Linked DNA regions of Anser cygnoides: region 2 is linked to region 1. A link is a contact called in public Hi-C data. All regions are on one chromosome and are shown on one strand. The core of a region is the stretch at or near the end of the contact, and the rest is flanking DNA. Distances in the headings are between cores, read along the strand shown. Region 1 has its middle 10 kb from the start of DHX40. Region 2 holds the start of PTRH2 (peptidyl-tRNA hydrolase 2).

Region 1 (6,057 bases), core at 1,382-3,881:
TCTCGCAGCGCAGAAGCACCCTTTCAAATCAGAAAGCCGTGCAGGGGCTGTGATAGGGGCAATCGTTCACGTGGATCCCGCGGGCAGGGCTGTGAGGGTGAACTCCACCTCTCGAACACCGGTGCCCGGTGGGGATGAGCTCCCGCACCCATGGAGCTGCTGCAGCTACACGGCTCCTCCACTGCTGCAGGCACCTGAGCCATCAGCAGGGCAGCAATGCCATTTATTTAATGCCACTCGTTTAGTCGCAGCTACGTCACGCCCGGCGTTTACAGCCGTGACTGCTCACACGTCCCTTCCCACCCACTGGGTGTCCCTGAAAGCCAGGGGTTGTCAGCTTGATCCGGGGGTTTTCGGGAGCTCTCTGCTCTGGGGGCTCCTGCCCTGCAGATGGGGCCATGGTCCCCCCTCCTCGCTTCCTCTCCTATTCCCGGCAGCCTCAGCCAAACAAGGGGATTGTCCAGCTTCCTTCTTCTTCCACAGGAGTCAAGCAGAAATGATCTCTTGCTGACGGACAGACGGACAAGCCACAACTTGCACAAGTGCTGGCTTCATGGTGTAGCCCAGATTTCTCACAGGTTGGGGACAGGCTATGTGAAAGCACAGGATCCAATAACACTTTTAAAGCCAAAAATAATAATAATAATAATTTTGATTTCTTTCCTTAACAAACAGTGGGTCTAGAGCAACTCCTTTGGCCGAGTGAACAGCCCGATGTAGTGGTTGTCTCTGGCTGTACCCCAAAGCTGGCAGCTCGGCTCACTTCCTGACACCCCGGTGGGCTGCCCCTGCTCCAGAGGGACAGGACGGAGCCCGGCCCCTGCTCCGTTAGATCCTGAGCTCCATCCCTTCTGCCAAACCTGGCGTCCCCGGCCTGCAGTGAAGTGGGCTGGCTGTGCTCTTTGTACCTGTGGTCCCCACTGCAGCCCAGCTCTGAAGGTCCGCCTCTGCATCCCATGTCCTGGCTTCTCAATCAGAAAAATCTAGGAAATGGGCAGGGTTCAAGCCTCAGGGCAAAGCCATTGCTGGAGATGTTGGCTGACGGAGGGGAGCATTTACTTCAGATTAGCTGCCCAACAGCGAGAAAACCTATTTCGAACCAGAGACTGGAAACATTTGGGCTAATCCCAGGTGAAAGCTGATTAAAGGCTCGGAGGCGCAGATCTGGAGCGTGTCCTGTCGGTCCGCAGAGCCCCCAGCTGCACCCCAAGGAAACGGGGCTCAGCACCGGGGCACTGGGGCAGCGTCCCCTGGCCACGCAGATGGGGCCAGGACCTCGCTGTGCCTCGAGCTCGGCTCCGTCCCCGGCTGCTCCCGCTGCACCCGTTCGAAGCAGCGTGAGCGGCTTCGTCCTGCGGGCAGGAACTGGCCCAGGGTGAGGAGCCCACTGGTGTCCGGCACTTTTACATCCTCCATCTCCTGCTTTTCCTTTTTGTTCATGCATTATTAAATTCCCCATTGGGGTGATCAAAAAGGAACAAAAAGGAGTTGGCTGCTTAAGCAAGGAGCGACTGTTTAAACTGTGGAGTTTGACGTGTTCTGGGTTACAGCTGAAATTGCCAAAACAGGCAAAAACACTGCTCTGGTCAATGATAAACACAAGGCACAGCACAGCTCTGCGATTCCCAGGGTGCTGTAGGGGCTTTTGTTGCACAAAGTGCATGGAGCTGAACGCTGACCCTTGCTGGGAGGAGGGCAGAGCTTTGTGCTCCTTCCAGGCTGGCGAGCGCGGGCATCGCTGGCCCTTCAGCGAGGGGTCGCCCGAATTGGCGACGTGGCAGTGAGTGTGTTTGCCCTGTCCATATCCAAGCAAAATATTTAGACTTTGGCCACTGCTTTCAGGGTCCTGTAAATCAGTTGCAATTAGGGAAGCGAGCCCCCGTGGGGTTTATGACCTGCGTGGGCAGCCCTGCAGACCGGTGCTGGCCTGTAGGGCTGGGCCCTCCCGGTTTAAACCTTTGCTCTTATCCATCTTGCCCTTGAATTGCTGCAGAAACGCGGCACAACAGCAGCCCCTTGTCCGAGGCTCACAGCTTCCCAAGCACACGACCCTGCAAACAGATGCCGGGTCTTGTGCATTGCAGCTTGCAAAACCACAGTGCTTCCTACAGGTATAAATGCTGAATGCTTCAGCTGTAGCACGCCTGGCACTGCCAAATGCTGCTGTGCCGCTGCTCCAGCTGGGTAAATATTAAGCAGGCTGGAGCTCGACTCCGGGCAGTGCTTCGGCAAACAGCATTCAGTGTAAACACAATGTAATTTCCTTTCCAGAAAAATATTTACTTACCTCTCTGGTCACTCTCGAATTGAAAGCACATTTAAAGCAGGAGTGTAAGGAATTGCTTAGATTGGATTTTTTTATTTTTCTCTAAACTAAAAAGGGGGGAAGCGAGCAGGCTGTGCGAGGAGCAGCTGTGCCCTGCAGCTTTCTAAAGCCCTTGCTCCAGGTGTTTATGCGCTGTCGCACATAAATCACACCTCGGACCATGAGCCCTTGTATCTAATCAGGGGCTCTCAGTGTTTAAAATACTGCAGAGCCCTGGCTGTGCAAACAGCCCCGAGCACCTCCTGCCCCCCGTGTCCACCCACACCAAGCAAAGTCCTGGGCTAGCTCTGCATGCAACCCCTTGTTTGCATACATTTGCATACATCTGAAGGCAGAAGGTGAGGTGGGAGTGATGCTTCTACTTATTGATGCTCAGCCACCTCCCTGGGCCATACACGTGGGGAGCGATTCGGGCACCGGCCGGGCAGGCTGCCGTATCCCCCGGTATTTATGCCCTGCACCAAATCAGAGTTCCCTGTGCCAGGAAGCGCAGCAGCTTTCTGTGCGGTGGTTCAGGGAACACCAAAAGCAAATTCAGCTCCACTGGCAGTCAGCAGTGCTCCCCGCAGCGAGGGAGATGTCCGGTGAGTTAAATATGGTTTTAGGAATTAGTAGTTTTTATGTCTCTTTGGAAAACTAGCTCCGACCAGTCATTTTCTTCCCAATAAATGCAAAAGGTGCCACTAAATCTCATTTTTAAAAAGCCCGGCCCATAACCTGAGGCACCTGGCCACTTCCCCTCGCCCAGCCTGAGCTTGTGTCATGAAATGAGCTCAGAGCACCCAGCCCTGCCCAGGCTGGGGCTGTATGGTATCGTAGCAGCCTGGCTCTGGCCTGCGGGCAGAAGCAGCGCAGGTCTGGATGCGCCCGGAGCCCCGCGCTGGGGACGTGCAGGGCAGCGCGAGCCCTCCTCAGGCTGAGCTGTGCCCCCCGACGTCGCTATTTTTGCCTGGATTAGAGGGAAATTAAAATTAATCCTCAGAGTTCAGGGAGATCTCTGGGGTTTAGCGTTTTTTTCCTGATCGTTCGTTATTTTTAGCAGCCGCTTTTTATTTTTAGCATCTCGCAAGTGCTGCAGGTACTTGAGCTCCCGCCCCACGTCCTCATCACTGCGTGGGCACCGGCGAGCTCAGCAGTCGGCCCCGTCTCCCTCCCTCCCACTGCCCCACTTCGTTAGCTTGAATCCTTGAATCTTTCTGCTGCATCACGTCTTTGCTTCCCGTATTAGCGTTTTAGAGAGAAAAACCCTTCCTGTGAGCAGCGAAGGGCAACTTCTCCTCTCCCACTCCCTTGCTCTGCATGGAGACGCGGCCTACATGGGAAGCAACCCACAAATTTCACACTTGGAGATCAAAGGACTGAAAACGTTTGATCTCCTTACCTTTTTAATTGCTACACCCCCAGCGGCCCGCCCAGGGCACAGGACTGTGCCCCGCAGGCACCCAGCCCGGGCTTCGTGTGTGGCCACGGGGCTTGGCGTCCTTTAAGATCAACCCGTGCAGGTGTCGTTGTTGAACGCAGAGGTTAATATTTAATTAGACACTATTTCTGTCAGATGACAGACACCGTGCATGCTGCCTGATCCTAGAGCCGATCGCAGCAGCCCAGCGTTTTCTATTTCTCTTTAGGACGTTCACATGAGCAGGCGATGCTGCCTCCATCTCGGGGGACAGGGTTTGCATCCATAAAAGCACCGAACATGCTCATTCCTCGCCCCTATTTTGCACCCCGCTCCCTTTTTGCACCGCAGATCATTCGTGTGCATTTGCTGCTGCACACCTGTGAGCCCGGGGTCTCTTTGGTGGCTGCTGCAGCTGCCCTGCTGCCAAGCACGGGCCGAATCTCTCCTGGCCTGGGTCCGCCACCTCGCCTCTCCCCGCGTGCCGCGGGCTGCACGTGAGCGGCCCCGCTTCGGGCGGCGGCGAGGATTGATTTCTTGATTACAGTCTAACGCGTGGTATAATTAAGGAAATCCTCACGCTTCTGAAAGTCATTAGGAGACGGTTAATTGGGATGGGGCTGGGAGCTGCCTGCTGCGGGGGGGGGCACATGGTGGCTCCCCAGGGCTCAGAAAATATTGCGAGCTGCAGCTGCCGCTCCTGGTCCTGGCCAGCCACTCGGGTTTGGTTTTATTTTTTGCATCTTTTCTTTTTTCTTTTTTTCATTTTATTACATCTTTGAAGACTGTTTCCATGTCTCTCTCCAGCCTTTCCTCCTCCAGTCTTGGCACAGATCGTATTTGCCATATTTCTGCTCATCGCCGGTGCTTTTCTCCTGATGCTTCCCAGCCCGACAGGCAGCGCCCCGAGCTGTGCACCGCGATCCAGCCTCAGGATGCAGGGTGCAGCGATGCTCCTTTCCCAGCCGTGCTATGCCCTGCTCTTGGCTGTAACATTTTACGAAGGTGAAATTCTACCTGCAGCCTACCAGCTCCCAAGTGGTTTCTTTTCCTTGATAATTTCTCCCTGGTTTTGCACTCGTTTTCTTGTTTGGGACATCAGAAGAGGTGCCAGACTGCCCCGGGGGGGTTGCAGAGTGGTGCCAGGGCAATGCAGAAATGCAGTTCATGCTGGGAGTGGTTGGCTGCGTCACAAACCTGTTTTATTCGTGAAATGTTAATCGAATAGTAAATTGTAGATCTGCTAAGTAGATGGGGTGAAAAGATCAATTCACAGTAGGCAGAGGAAACCATATTTCAAGGCAGAAAAAACTAATTAGGGAAAAAACAGTATTTCTGTCAGTGTGCACTAGCGTAAGTTACCAACGCGTGTACTAGACGTGTCTGATGAGCTTTTCATGTGGAAATTATTACAGGTGGATGGATTTTCAGTCGCACAGATGCGTAAGTGCGTCGTGCTTGTGGAGTTTGGTTTTGCTCACCCTGCAGTGCCGTGTAAAACTGCTGCAGCATCATAAGCATGTGGGTGGCCACTGAAGAAAGGGGGGGGAACTATGACAATAATTTTTTTTGGTCGTGCCTTGGAACAGAAGACAAACGGGAATCTGACCACATCCCCCGGCACTCGGCAGTGATTTGAAAATCCACAGCACGCGGTGTGCTGAGGCAGTGTCCGGCACTGCAAGGAGTAGGACCAGCAAGCGCTAATTCTGATTTTTTAATGCATCACGAACCAGCTTACTGGAGTCTATCCCGTGCTGCATCTCAGTTAAACATCTCAAAATGCAGGGGAACAGGGGAAAAAAGAAAAGATTTCAAATTATCATCAGCAATGCAGTTTACCCAGGGTTTGAATGTGATGGAGAAGTTCTAAATCCCGGAGTGAGTGACAGATTCAGGTGGCAAATACTCTGGAAAGAAGCCCAGTGCCGGTGGTCCCAGTGGTGCCAGAGGGGCAGGGTGCAGCCCTGCAGTGCCTGTGAGAGGCTGAACTGGAATCCCACATGCTGCGAAAAGATCTGATCCCCGACACAGGCTGCGCTTTCAAGGTCATTTCGTTCTGCTTCAGGGTGCAGGGAATTGTATTTCTGAGCTTTTCCAGATTAAGGGACATATGAGCAGCAGGCCTGAATTTCTCCTTGGCTTTTTGTGGTTTTTGCTTAGGCTTGGAGTGTCAGTCAAGATGCTCGTGTTTAAGTCAGGAAACCTGGACTGTGCACAAACACCAAGAGACTCCCTCTTACAGGGCAGTTTGCTGCAGAGCATTTCATACGCAGTGCAAGACGTGCTGGACTTAGGTACCTGCTCTATCCAGCCTGGGATGGATCCAGCA
Region 2 (6,057 bases), core at 2,453-4,952, 61 kb after region 1:
TCCAGGTCAGCCCCAGCTAATGTTGACAGCAGGACCCAGCGTTGCAGTTCCTCCACAAGCACCTTTTGGCTATGGCTACACTGCACCTCCGTACGGGCAACCGCAGCCTGGCTTTGGGTACAGCATGTAAGGTGCAGCACAAGTCAGTTTGGAGCTAGCATATTTTCTTACTGAAACTCCACCGTCCCTCCCCGCTTTAACTCATACCAGGGAAAAAGCAAGAGTTCTGCCTCGTGTTCTTGTAACCTTTATTTCATGAAGGACTGTTTTTTCTAGCGCAAACTTTGAATCACTTATGTTAAATCTTTTTCACATTCCATGTCATTTAGACTTTACTTTAAAAGGGGAATAGTTTAAACAAGTTTGTTCAAGTGGGCTTTTGCAGGACTGCTTATTACCATTAAGTCTGTTGTGAAGATTCTGATTTGCACTCTATAGTGTTAAACTCTAATATTGAATCTTAAGTTCATTGTATGTGAGCAGCTTACAGTATGTACTGTCTATTCTAAATGCATTTAAGTCTCACTGTATATTCGGAGAAAGCTAAAGTGAAGATACTTGTATTTGACCTTGCAAGACCGCTGACAAGAGACAACACTAATCAGCATATCCTACCCTGGTTGGATTGCATAGCTCTAAAAGATTTTAAGATGCGTACAGACAACCTTGCCTGACTTAAAATGAGTAAAAGTTTTTTCCTTAACCTATGCAGGTTTTTCCAGTTATGCATATAGAAAATGCTAGTGTCTTTTTGCTCACTCCATATGTAACAGATGACCTTATGTTGTGCTGTATCCTGTGCTTTTGTGGGACATTCCATTCAGGAACAGAGCACCATGATTCCAATCTGTGTATTTACTAACCCTGCCCTGAGGTTTGTGTATGTTGGATATTGTGGTGTTTTAGATCACTGTTTTGAGTGTACAGAAGAGAGAATTCAAGCATATTGCTGTTCAGTTTTGTTTGTGCAATTTGAAATTACTCAATTTAAAAATAAATTACTGGACTGTGGACATGCTGCATAGTGGTAGCTTCACTTTACTGTCTTCAAAAGGACCTTCAACCTTGAACCAAGTATTACAGTGCTAGTCGGTGGGGGCATAAGAGTGCATACACCTCAAGGGTAGAAGGGGCCATTAGAACAGAAGCAATAGAGACCAGTAGTGGTGTCTTGCGCCGAGGGGACGATACAAGAAAATATGTGATGCTTTTTCTATAGAAAGATTATGCCAGACAGAAGAAAATAGCACTTTTCAAGAGTTGGCTGCGCTGCGGTCAACTACAGCATCTTCGCCCAGATGATACGTTAGGATCGTAGTAGGGTGTGTCAGTTAAATGGAGATTATGTTCTAGGTATGTAAGTTGCCTTAAATATATTTAGCTTCAAATAAAAATGACTTAAATGTTTCTCAATGAATACTGTCATATTTGAGTGCAATGAACTCAAATGATATTTGAGTGCCTGGCCCTACTTGTGATAGCTCCTGGCTACGAGGCAGAAGCTTCTCCAGCTATCTTCAGCGTTAGGTCGCAGCTCTGAGGCTGAATCCCCTTCCTCCTTGCTCAGCTTGAACTGAGCGATTCTCCCAGTTGAGCGTTTACAGCAGGTCAGTGTGGAAGGGTAGTGGGTATGAAGCTGGGGGGGCTGGGAGCTGCAGGCTAGAGCTGGGATTGTTTATTCCCTGATGAACTGTGCTGCTGAGGGCTGGAGGAGGAAGCACAGAGCTCTCCCAGGCTGTGCCTCTCACCTGTCTCAGTGGGCTCAGACCTTCCCTGGGCTGATAAGAAACTGGCCTAGGAAAGATCTCAATGGGATCCTGAGCGAGAACTCTGCAGAGAACTCCTGACTCAGTGCTCAATAGCAGAACTCTCAAAAAAAACCCACCAATCAGCCTTGCTACAAAACTAAAAGTAACAGAAAATCCACCTAATTAGAAGCACAGGTAACTTGCCTTTTACAGTATTAGAGTTAAAAGGGAGCGCCGTGGGTAGAATCTCTGTGATTTGGGTAGTACGTGAGCCATGATCAGGGCCATCTGACCTTTGCCCAGTAACTTCAGTAATCGATTTCTATAACTGAGTGCTTTCTCAGACCTATGAGAACTTTTTAATCCTCAGTAAAACAGGAATTAAGTTTCTTCCTGTGTGGCAAGCTGTTTATACACATGTGGGTAACTCCCTATGTCAGCCAGATGGGAAACTGGTGTGCTTACATTCTTGTAAATGCAGTAGCTACACAGCCCTGTCCAGAAAGGAGCACGGCTTCCCTTTAGAAGCTTTTATAGCTCTTAAGCACTGAGCTGTACACCCTGTTTAACTTGTTCTGTCTCATACATCTCATACCAGTTACAAGGTGTTGCATCAGTTACCGGATCAGAAACTGCACTAAGTTAGCCGCAGCTATCCCCTGCTGTATGGGGCAATCTTTAGCTGCTCTGGCAGCCAGGCTGTTGTGAATTACAAAATCAATCTAAAATATCCTCGTGCAAGGCAACGGTGGAGGGGAACCTTCTATTTTTGGCACAAGATAACCTTCTCTAATGCTTGTATCCAGTCAATAAAGCAGACAAAATGTTAAATCATCAGCTGCACAAGTCTTACAAATGCTTGGTTCCTCCTGCTTAGGGTAGGAAAATTCAGCTCTGCTTCTCCTCTCTACCCAGCTTAGTGTTTTCTTTCCCGCTTTAGCATGTAATACAGAAGCTAGAGAAACTTATAAACAGCATTAAATTTTGCAAGTTTAAGTTTTTTACAAAAAAAAAAGATATTTATTTTTACTGAGAGCATATGGAATCATCCCAACTTCTGGATTTCACCCCTCAGTACTGACGCATACCAACGCGCTGGCGCTTATTTGGGCCCCGGCTCAGAAGAGCTTTAGGTGCCCGGACACTTGATCCACCACATCGGCCGGGCCCGGCCCGATGCCGAGCACCGTCTGGGAGCCGGGGGCGATCTGCGTGCGGCCGGCGTCCCGCACCAGGCTGACGGTGAGGCCCAGGCGCCTGGCCTCGGCCAAGAGCTGGATCAGCGTCTCTTCGTCGGGAGCCCTGAGGACCACCTTGGGCTGCCCGCAGTACTCCCACTGCTTCAGCACCTCGGGCGTCCTCCTCTGCGCCTGCTTGTAGGCCGACACGGCGGCGTGGCAGCACTGCGCCGCCACCTTCCCCTTGCCCATCTTGAGGTCGTTCCGCACCACCAGCACCAGCTTGAACTCCCCGTCCTCCCCGGGCACCGCCGCCTCAGCCCCCGCTCCGCCCAGGGGCTCCGCCGCCGCCCGGGCCCGGGGGTGCCGCAGGAGCCGCCCGCGGAGGCCCCAGCCGAGGCAGAGGCCGCACGCCACGCCCGCCACCAGCCCGAGCAGCCCCGCCTTGCCCAGCTGCTCCATGGCGGCACCGGGCGGCGGCTGCGGGGGGGCGGCCGGGGGCTGCTCGGCCGTGCTGCGGCTCCGGGGGGTGCCTGCAACGAGAGAGGGAGGGAGCGAGGACGTTAGGGCCGGGCCGGGCCGGGCCCGTTAGAGCCGTTAAAACCGGGCCCGGCCCCGCCCGTTCCCCCCCCCCGCCCCTTACCGCCGCCGCCGCCTCCACGCTGCCACCAGGCCTCGCCGCCGTCGCCAGGAAGTGACGCCAGCACGCCGAGGGGCGGGGCCCCGCCCGCCGCGGAGAGCGCCCGAGGGAACAGGGAGCGGGCGGTGCGGTGCGGTACGCAGGAAGTGACGTCAGCGGGGCGGGCGGGCTCCGCCTCCCTACTTCCGGGTTGGCCCGGGCCCAGCGGGAGCAGCCGGGGCGCAGCGCGGTGAGTGCGGGCGGGCGGGGGCGGGGAGCTCGGGGTCGCTCGGCTCCCCCGGGGCACCTCAGGCCGCTGTGGAGCCGCCCCCGCCGCCCCCAAACCCGCTCCCGGCCGCCGGTCCCTCCTCAGGCCGGCCCCGGGCCCCGCGGTTTCCATGGCAACAGCCCCCGGGGCCGGCCGCTGAGGGGCTGGGGGCGGCCTGAGGGAGCCGGGGGGCGGCTTCGGGCGGGCCCCAAGGCACCGGGGGGTCCTCGCGGCCCCTCCTGAGGGGAGGGAAGCGGCTGAACGGGGCTGGCGCCCGCGGCTCCGACCGACACCGCCAGGCGGTTACGGAGCGCCCTGAGGCAGCCGGGCGCCGGTTTTGCAGCCCGGGCGTTTGGAGGCGTTTCGGGGACCCGAGGGGAGCGGAGCTGCGGGCGTGCGGCCGTGGCGCTGCGGAACCGGGGTTAACCCCTGAGATCCCCCCGAGAAGCTGCACGGCTTCGGTACCGGTCTCTGCTCCTGCCCTCGTTCTCCGTGCTGCCGGAGCCGGTGCCCGCCAACAAGGGGGTGCCCTGCTTTAGTTAGCGCTAAGGATGTGGGCTGAGCGCCCCGAGGTGGGTGGCTGTGAGGTTATGCCTTTATTCCTCGGAGCGCGCCAAAGGGGCTTCGTAACGTCAGCCTGCTTTTATTTCCACAGCACGGGACGGGCTCTTTGTTATTGTTATTTCTCACTGGTAATAGGCGATGGTTATAACGATTGCCTCACCCCGCGCTTTCGGATCAGAGTCTGAAATAGCACGTTTGCCGTCGTGCAGTGGGAGGTTAGCGCTGCTTGTTAATTTGAGCTTCTTGCCCTACTTAGCAGGTGAAATCAACGGTGCTGGTGATTTCTGGGGGAAGGAGGGGGCTTGGTAGCTTTGAAGTGGGAAGTGGCAGTGAGAAAGGGGAGGGCGCTGGAAGCGGGTGTTGGCCTTCAGCTGGGAAGTCTGCGCTGTTCCCACTTCAAAGAGTCTTTTCCTGGGGCTGTCTTTGAATAGCCTTGGAATCTGTCATAACTGTCTGACTGCGTCCTGTGAATACCTATTGTTAGGATGTTAATGCGTGCTTTGAGACTTCCTTTTATTTCTTACTGAGTTCTGTTTCTAAAACAAACCCAAACCTACTACACTTCAGGAGCAATAGTTAGAGCAGAGCAGGTTTTTTGTGGCTCAGCTGTGAAGAGAAGCCATCACCTTCGGTTAGACCTTTACCTTCAGTGCCATGTGGAGAAGTGTGAGCTGGCTGGACTTTGCCATCCCACAGGAGCGAAGGGTGCAGCCGTGAGGCTGTTGCAACACCGAGCATGGGACACGGGACAGCACCTGGCTGGGTTTGGTGTCACGCTGACCTGACAGACCCGGGGGACATTAAGACGTGAGGCAGGCAGCCTCGTGTATTGCTGACTTGTTGAAAAAATGTTCTCCTCTCTGGCAAGGCTCCGAAGTAGCCCCTGTGCTTCACCCGGCGTGGGCAGGCCGTTCTCGGTGCGTGGCCGAGGCAGCCGTCGTGTAACCGCGTTGCTTCGAGGCAGAGGCTGCGAATGCCTGTGAAAAGCGGAGGAAGTCTCAGGAGAATGCTTCGGCCACCGTTCTCCCTGGGACTTGTTAGGTACCTCTGTTCCTTTTGTCTCTGTTGCACTCGATCGGTGCCGCCTCTTCCAGCAGCAGCAGCACCGTGGTTTAACGGCTGGGCTCGCTCGGGCATCTTGCTGCGGGGACGCTGCCCCCCCGGCACCTAGAGCAGAGGATAAGGGCACAGCTCCGAGCAAACTGCTCTCTGCGCCGCTGCTGGAGGAGCTCGAGGAGCTGATTCTTAGGGCTGGGTTCATACTCTTATTTTTCTCACCCTTGGTTCTCTCCTGCTTAAATTTTAGCAGGGCCTTTTTGTGCAGGCTCCGTTGTTTTGTGACAGCTCCTGTGACCTTTCTATCCTCCCTGCTTTTTGGAAGCACGGGGATTCTGCCGATGAGAGCTTGACTGCCACCTTCAGACCCTCTGCCAAGCCGTTAACGTGCATGGATTTCCTTATGGCCCTCTGAAACCAAGGACGTGAAAGACGCTGTGTCAGCTTAGTCACCCGAATATTAAGTTGTTTTATTTTTTCCCGAGCTGCGTTGCCCTCTCTTCAAAGCCCTTCTCTCTGCTGCTACCGTTCTTCCCAAGTGATGGGTTTTGGTGGAAGAGCTGCTCGGGCGTACGCACTGTGCCCTCGCCAGGAGGCAGCGGTCGGTGCTGCGATGGTGCTCCT

The links. Hi-C and Micro-C count contacts between places; a contact is called where the count stands out from the background.
Region 2: a Hi-C map of liver shows a contact between it and region 1, with 1.7 times the contacts expected there. The contact joins the promoter of PTRH2 here to the enhancer-like site in region 1. A contact is called at or near these places in 2 of 7 Hi-C or Micro-C datasets (both in liver).

Annotation. Positions count from the first base shown.
Region 1 is chr18:9,770,085-9,776,141 of Taihu_goose_T2T_genome, forward strand. No RefSeq gene overlaps it. Among named protein-coding and RNA genes, the nearest start is that of DHX40, 10 kb to the right of the region's middle. Within about 2 kb of position 2,632, at least 2 of the 3 cell types and tissues checked have open chromatin away from gene starts, as enhancers often do. A contact at or near this core is called in liver, where this site is marked.
Region 2 is chr18:9,829,826-9,835,882 of Taihu_goose_T2T_genome, forward strand. It overlaps PTRH2 (peptidyl-tRNA hydrolase 2), which reads right to left and starts at 3,703. Exons shown (of 2, transcript XM_048074196.2): 1 at 3,570-3,703; 2 at 2,740-3,459. The coding sequence starts at 3,388. The coding sequence ends at 2,867. It overlaps VMP1 (vacuole membrane protein 1), which reads left to right and starts at 3,655. Exons shown (of 12, transcript XM_048074188.2): 1 at 3,655-3,795. It overlaps CLTC (clathrin heavy chain), which reads left to right. Exons shown (of 33, transcript XM_066979406.1): 33 at 6-1,011. The coding sequence ends at 130.